Regions from separate parts of the Oryctolagus cuniculus genome. Here region 1 is linked to region 2. Evidence: chromatin contacts called from public Micro-C data. All regions are on one chromosome and are shown on one strand. Each heading gives the region's core, a stretch centred on a gene start, on an enhancer-like site or on the middle of the called end of the contact. The rest is flanking DNA. Distances are from core to core; before and after follow the strand shown. Region 1 holds the start of CDC42EP4 (CDC42 effector protein 4). Region 2 overlaps SDK2 (sidekick cell adhesion molecule 2).

What was found. Hi-C and Micro-C count contacts between places; a contact is called where the count stands out from the background.
Region 1: a contact with region 2 is called in a Micro-C map of ear pinna, with 3 times the contacts expected there. The contact joins the promoter of CDC42EP4 here to the enhancer-like site in region 2. A contact is called at or near these places in 2 of 6 Hi-C or Micro-C datasets (ear pinna and an unstated tissue).

What each region holds. Positions count from the first base shown.
Region 1 is chr17:6,709,209-6,712,186 of mOryCun1.1, forward strand. It overlaps CDC42EP4 (CDC42 effector protein 4), which reads left to right and starts at 1,306. Exons shown (of 2, transcript XM_051825914.2): 1 at 1,306-1,445.
Region 2 is chr17:6,667,051-6,670,204 of mOryCun1.1, forward strand. SDK2 (sidekick cell adhesion molecule 2) reads left to right here. Exons shown (of 44, transcript XM_070060373.1): 36 at 300-486; 37 at 2,166-2,303. It overlaps LOC138846025 (a long non-coding RNA gene), which reads right to left. Exons shown (of 2, transcript XR_011383372.1): 2 at 2,442-2,932. Among named protein-coding and RNA genes, the nearest start is that of CDC42EP4, 42 kb to the right of the region's middle. Within about 2 kb of position 1,536, at least 3 of the 8 cell types and tissues checked have an H3K27ac peak or open chromatin away from gene starts, as enhancers often do. A contact at or near this core is called in ear pinna, where this site is marked.

The DNA.
Region 1 (2,978 bases), core at 56-2,555, 42 kb after region 2:
GCCAGCTCCTCTCCCAGTCCAGGACAAAACGACGACAGCCTAGTCGATTTGCAGGCTACTCTTACCCCACCCCCACCCCCACCCCCGCCAAGCTTATTTATGTATTGAAAGGAAGAGAAAGCTCTTCCCGTTTGCTGGTTCACTCCCCAAATGACTGCAGCGGCCAGGTCTGGGCTGGGCTGAAACCAGGAGCCAGAAACTCCATCCAGGTTTCCGACACAGGGCAGGGGCCCCACGCATACAGACCATCTTAGCTGCCTTGCCGGGTTGCACTAGCAGAGAGCTGGGTAAGACTGAAGAATCCGGGACCGGATGCCAGTGGCGCCTTATCCGGCCATGCCACAACTCGGGCCCCTCCTAAAGCCCCTTCTCACCTAACACCCACCCATCTTCATAACCTCCGGATGAGAGAGGGTCCGTGCTCCCCGGACACAGGAGAGACAGGTGTGGAGCCCGGGGTTTGGGAAGGCAGGTGGGGGGGCTCCCAGGGGTGTCCGGGTTCCGGGCTTCTCTGAACCCCACTTCCCAGTCCAAGCGCCTTCATTTCCCGTTTGATCTTCATTGCAGGATGCAGTGGCCACACGTCCAGACCTCAAGGTAGAGGGGTGGCAGTTTAGGGGGCTGAGGGCAGCACCGGCCCCGCACACCTGCACCCTGCACCTTTAATGCCAGGGAACTCTGGCTTGGTGCTGGGCTCACTCCTTTTGTTGGCTGTACCACCGCCGGCATCTATTTACTTTGGTGATGCCCTTTAGACAGCGGAAACCATCACAAGAACAGTGGCTACTTTGTGGTTTACTTGGGGCAAAGCGGCCTCAGCGGGTCCTGCTTGGGCCAGCAGGGCGGCCAGGGACAGCCACTGCCTAGCCCGCGTCCCGCCTCGGGTCGCTTGCGGTAGACGCAGGGAGGGACCCTATAAACCTGGCGGCGCCAGCCCTCCCGCTGGGTCTCCTGTGGGTCCCGCGGGTCACGGCCCCCCGTGGGGGGGGGGGAGTGGGCGGGCATCTTGCTTTGGGGGGTCGGTGTGGGCAACGGGGCAGAGCCTTAAAGGGACCTCGCACCAAGCCCGCAGAGGCGCCCCCGACCCAGAGGCAGCCGGGCGGGCGGAGGGGGTGCGGTTCACCGCCAGCCAAGGTTGCCCTTACACGAAGCTCGCAGAGTCTCCGGCTTCAGATTTGAACGGGGGAGGCCGAGCGGCTGGGCTGAGGCTCCCCGCGGCCATTGGCTGCGGCGGCGCCGTGACATCAGCGCGGAGGGCGCGGGAGGGAGCGCGCGGGAGGAGCCTGCGAGGGGAGTGTCCGAGCGGCTCCGGCCCGGACTGCCCGAGGCCGAGAGGGAAACCAGCTCCGGCGCTGACATGGGCCGCCAGCCCGGCCGCCGCGCCGAGCCCACGGACGGGACAGCGCAGCCGCGCCGGCCCCGCGCTCGGGTCTCCGGGAACCGAGGTAGGCGACGCGCGCCCGCCCTGGCCGCCGAGCCGCCTGCGCCCTGCGAGGCGCGGGTGGGCTCGAGCCCCCCGGGGGCCCGAGAGGACTGAGAAAGCCGGGAGTGAGGGGTCGTGGGGCGGGGAGAGGGGCGTGGGGCACCCCCACTCCGCTCCGGGGCGGCTCGGGTGCCTGGAACCGGGCGCCGCGCTCCGTGCGTCCCAGCAGAGCGGGATTTGGGGAGCGGCGTGCGGCAGAGCGGGGCGCGGCGTCGCCGGCCCTGGGCGTTGCTCGGGGCCCCGTGGCGCGCCCCCGGCCCAGGAATGGGGCGTGCGGCGGTGTGGGCAGGAGCGCGGCGGCGGCGGCGGGCGGCCTCTCCGAGGGGGGCGTGTGCGCCCGGAGTCCCGCGAATGAGAGCCGGATCGTGGCCGTAGTGGCAGAGGCGGGCGCGCACGCCCCCGCTCGTACACGCGCCGAGGCACACGCCGCCCAGTGTCGCCCGGCCGCGGACAAGGCAGCCGCGGCGCTGCCTGGGAGGGAACGGCCCGGGGAACCGACGCTCCCCGCCCCCCGCCCGCGAGCCCGGCCCTCCCGCGCCGGGCGCCCGCCCCGCCCGCCTCCCTCGCCAGACTCGGAGGCCAAGGCCGGGAGAGGCCCAGGCTCCTGCCGGCGGGGCGGGGCGCGCCGAGTCTGTGGCCCCTTTGGAGCCCGCGCGCCGGCTGCGGCGCCCGGAGCGAGGCGCCCCCGGCGTGGTCTCGGGCTCCGAGCGGCCGGTGAATCATTTAACCACCACCCGCTCGGGCCGGCCCCCTCCCTGGAGCGCCCCCAGCCGGAGCTGCGGAACTGCCCGGTGCCCCCGGTGCGCCCGCCTGAGCCGCCCTGCCTGCCGGGTGAGTGTGCCCCTCTGCCTGGGCCGGAGAGCCGGGCGGGAAGCAGGGGCAGCGCGGGCGTCCCGGGGGAGGACTGCGTGCGTGCGTGTGTGTGTGTGTGTGTGCGTGTGTCACCGTGCGCGACCCCCGTGGGGGAGGGGTGTGCCCTCCTAACTGCCGGAGGAGACGCCGGGTGCTTTCCTTTCCTCGTCGCTGGGGACTTGTCCCTTCTGCCTCCGCCCGTGCGATCTGGTCCGCTCCCACCCCCCTCCCGGGGGTCCACGGTGCCCGCTCTCGGCCCAGGTCCCGAGCTGCCGCATTGGGAAAGGATCCTTGGACAGGCCCTCCTATGGAGGGGTAGGGGTGCTGGAGGGACCCCCAGTGGGGTCCGGCCGGGTGCAGGCGCCCTCATCCCGCCAGTGTAAACAACCAGGGCCTCCGACCAGGCAACTTCTCGGCCTGGCCTGGGTCTCTAATAACTCCCGGCAGCCCCCGCCCCCTCTCGAGCAGAGATGGAGGAGGGGACCACCAGCGGGATGGACTGAATTTTAAGAGAACAAAGAACAGGGCACAAAGGAAGGGGGAGCGGAGCTGTGGGTTTCTCCCAGAAATGGGGACTTTGCTGGACCCCGGCCAGGCCCAGCCGCGCCGCTGGCAGCCCCAGGGCGCCCGCGGCAGTAATGGG
Region 2 (3,154 bases), core at 286-2,785:
CCAGCAATGGGACACGGCCGGGCCCTGCGCCGCGCGCCACAGGCTGCACCTGTCTCCTGGGCTGGGCTCCTCCAGGACAGAACCGGCTTATTCCCCGAGGAGCTCTGACGCCCAGTACTGACTGAGCTAAGTCCACCAGCAGCGCAGTGAGGAGGGGGCACGGGGCCTGGGTTTGGTCTGGCCGGGATGGGCCCTGGCTGTTCTGAACCAGCGGTGGCGGTGTCTCCGAGACCCGGGTCGGGCAGGAAGGGAGCGGGGGGGTCTCCGTGCCTGCACCCCCACATCCTGTGCACCCGCAGATTTACTTCTGGGAGGCCGAGCGGCGGAACCTCACAGAGCGGGTGAAGACGCTCTTCCTGGCTGAGAACAGCATCAAACTCAAGAATCTCACTGGCTACACGGCCTACATGGTCAGCGTGGCGGCCTTCAACGCCGCAGGGGACGGGCCGCAGAGCGCCCCCGCCCGCGGCCAGACCCAGCAGGCAGGTGAGGCGGGGGCACCGGGGGCGGCCGAGGGCAGAGGGCGGCCCGGGCTCGGGAGGGGTGGAGGCAGCTGCTTGGTCCCCAGGAGACGTCTCGGAGAGGAGGAAGGCAAGGCCTCGCCCACCCCACCCGCCTCTCCTCCCGCGCTGGCTGCGTTCAGCCCGCGTGTTTCTGTTGAGGGTTTTCTGGGAGCCCTGCGCAGTAGGGGCAGATGATAAACAGCAGGACAGCGGGTGGCTTTCGCTGGGTTTGCCCACAAAGACCTCACCAAGACGATGATTTCGGAGCTGGGGTTTGAATGAGGAGAGAGGCTGGATATGGAAAGTTCTAGAAGGAGGTGGGGACTGTTCTGGGCACACAGGGACCAGCAGGTGCAAACGCCTGGAGGCTGGAAGAGATCGGGGACCAGAGAGAAAGCCGGTGGGCTTTCAAGGAAGTGGGACAAGAGTCAGGTCACCAAGGGTCTGGGGGCCTGGGGTTGGGTTAATCTAAGGTGGGACAGGAAGCTGTCGAGGGGCTGAGTGATGGAGTGACAGGATCTGGTTTGTGCTTTGGAAAAAAAAAACCACTCTGGCTGCTAGGCAGAAGGCAGACCATGGACGGGAGAGGGTGGAGGCAGGGAGGCCAGGTGGGAGACAGGACAGGAAGGCGGGCAGAGGAGGGGGACCCAAGCTCCAGAGAAACCCTTGGCTCCCACACTGGCCAGGGTCCAGCTGGGCTGGGTTGCGCTTGAGTTTTCGGCCTGTCCCAAGCACACTGCGTCAGTGTCTGTGGCCGGATGTGAGCCCCTGGGAGTCTGGAAGCTTCTGTCACCGTGACAACAGGACAACGTGTTCTGTCCCACGTCCCCTCCAGCCCAGGGGAGGCAGGAAAGGCCCCCTGAGCTCACCTCCCTGCTTCAAAGTCAGCTGACCCTGCCCCCAGAGCTGGAGCCGGAAGCGGGTCTGGATCAGCTGTGGCTCAGCGGGGGGAGGCAGCAGTGGGCAAAAATAGCCCGGCCACCCCCCCAGGGGGGAGTCAGCTCCAGAGACCACGCAGGGGGCTGCTTCCTTTCCCTCCCCTCGGTCCTCCCCCACGAGGGTCCCCCGCCCCGGTGCGTGCAGGCTTCTGGGCCGGAGCAAGCATCCCCCCCCCCCCCCGGAGGCGCTGGCTGCCATTGGCTGTGGCTCCTCCTAGAGGCGGGCTGTGTCTGGGGACAAGCCCAGGGCTGCAGGAGAGGCCACATCCGGGACCTCCCTCCCCTGCAGCTCCCGAGCCCTCTTCAGCACCCACCTGATGTTCTGAGGCCCACACACTCCCTACCTTCTCCTCCAGGGGAACCAAGGGACAAGCCCCGACAAAGCCAGGAAATGGCCTTGACCCAGGGTGACCCTGTGAGTGTAAAGACTTGTCCCACGCTCGCAGCCAGGGCTCAGGGCCACTGGGCAGGAAGAAGTCTGAATTCTGCAGCTTTGGGGAAAAATAAAGTTTGCTTCTCTCCCAGTTCCAGGGACTCTGGTACTGGCAAGCTGAGTGCCGGCGGGGGGCGGGGGCGGGGGGACGGGGACCCCATGACCTCTTCCTGCAGGAAAATCTGCTCTCTTGTTTGTTCTGGGCCTAGACCCAAACCCTCCTGCCGGCTCCCTGGAGCACCACGCGAGGCTTTGTGAGAGGCAAACACAACACCTCTGCTGTCTCTGCAGCCCCCAGCGCTCCCAGCTCGGTCAGGTTCAGCGAGCTGACCACCACCTCGGTGAACGTGTCCTGGGAGGCCCCGCAGTTTCCCAACGGCATCCTGGAGGGCTACAGGCTGGTGTACGAGCCCTGCACCCCCGTGGACGGTGAGTGGGGCCCTCCCTCCCCCACCCGGCTCCTTTCGGGGCCACATCGCAGTCGCTGCCCGGGGAATCTCGTAACAGCGAGAGTTGTCCCTCCTTGAAAACGGGGAGGCAGAGACCAGGCTGAGAAGGGGCGTTCTCTTTCTTTTGTTTAAGATATTTATTGATTTATTTATTTGAAAGACAGTTACAGAGAGAGGGAGAGAGAGAGGGAGATCTTCCATCCGCTGGTACACTCCCCAAGTGGCCACAGTGGTAAGGGCCGAAGCCAGGAGCTTCTTCCGGGTCTCCTACGTGGGTGTGAGGCCCAAGCACTTGGCTCATCCTCTACTGCTTTCCCCGGCGCGTTAGCAGGGAGCTGGCTTGGAAGTGGAGCAGCTGGGACTCGAACCGGTGCCCATTTGGGATGCCGGCGCTGCAGGCTTTGGCCTACCCCGCTGGCCATAACACTGCCAAGCGGGAGTGTTTTCTAGGCGAAACCACAGCAAGGCGGGGGGCAAGGCTGGGGCAGAACAGGGCAGGCGTTTGAACCAGATTCCTCTCCTCGGGTCGATGAAGTGGGAGAAGCAGAGGAAAAATCAGGGCAAAGCACGAGAGGGCTTCAGAACGTTCATGGGGATCCCGTTATCTTTCTGAAAAGATGAATTTATTTATGTGAAAGAGTAACAGAGAGAGAGAGAGGGAGAGATCACCCATCTGCGAGCTTGCACCCCAAATGCCCACAACAGCCAGGGCTGGGCCAGGCCAAGACCAGGAGCCAGGAGCTCCATCCGGGTCTCCCACGTGGATGCAGGGGCCCAAGCACTTGGGCCATCTTCTACTGCTTTCCCAGGCCACAGCAGAGAGCTGGATTG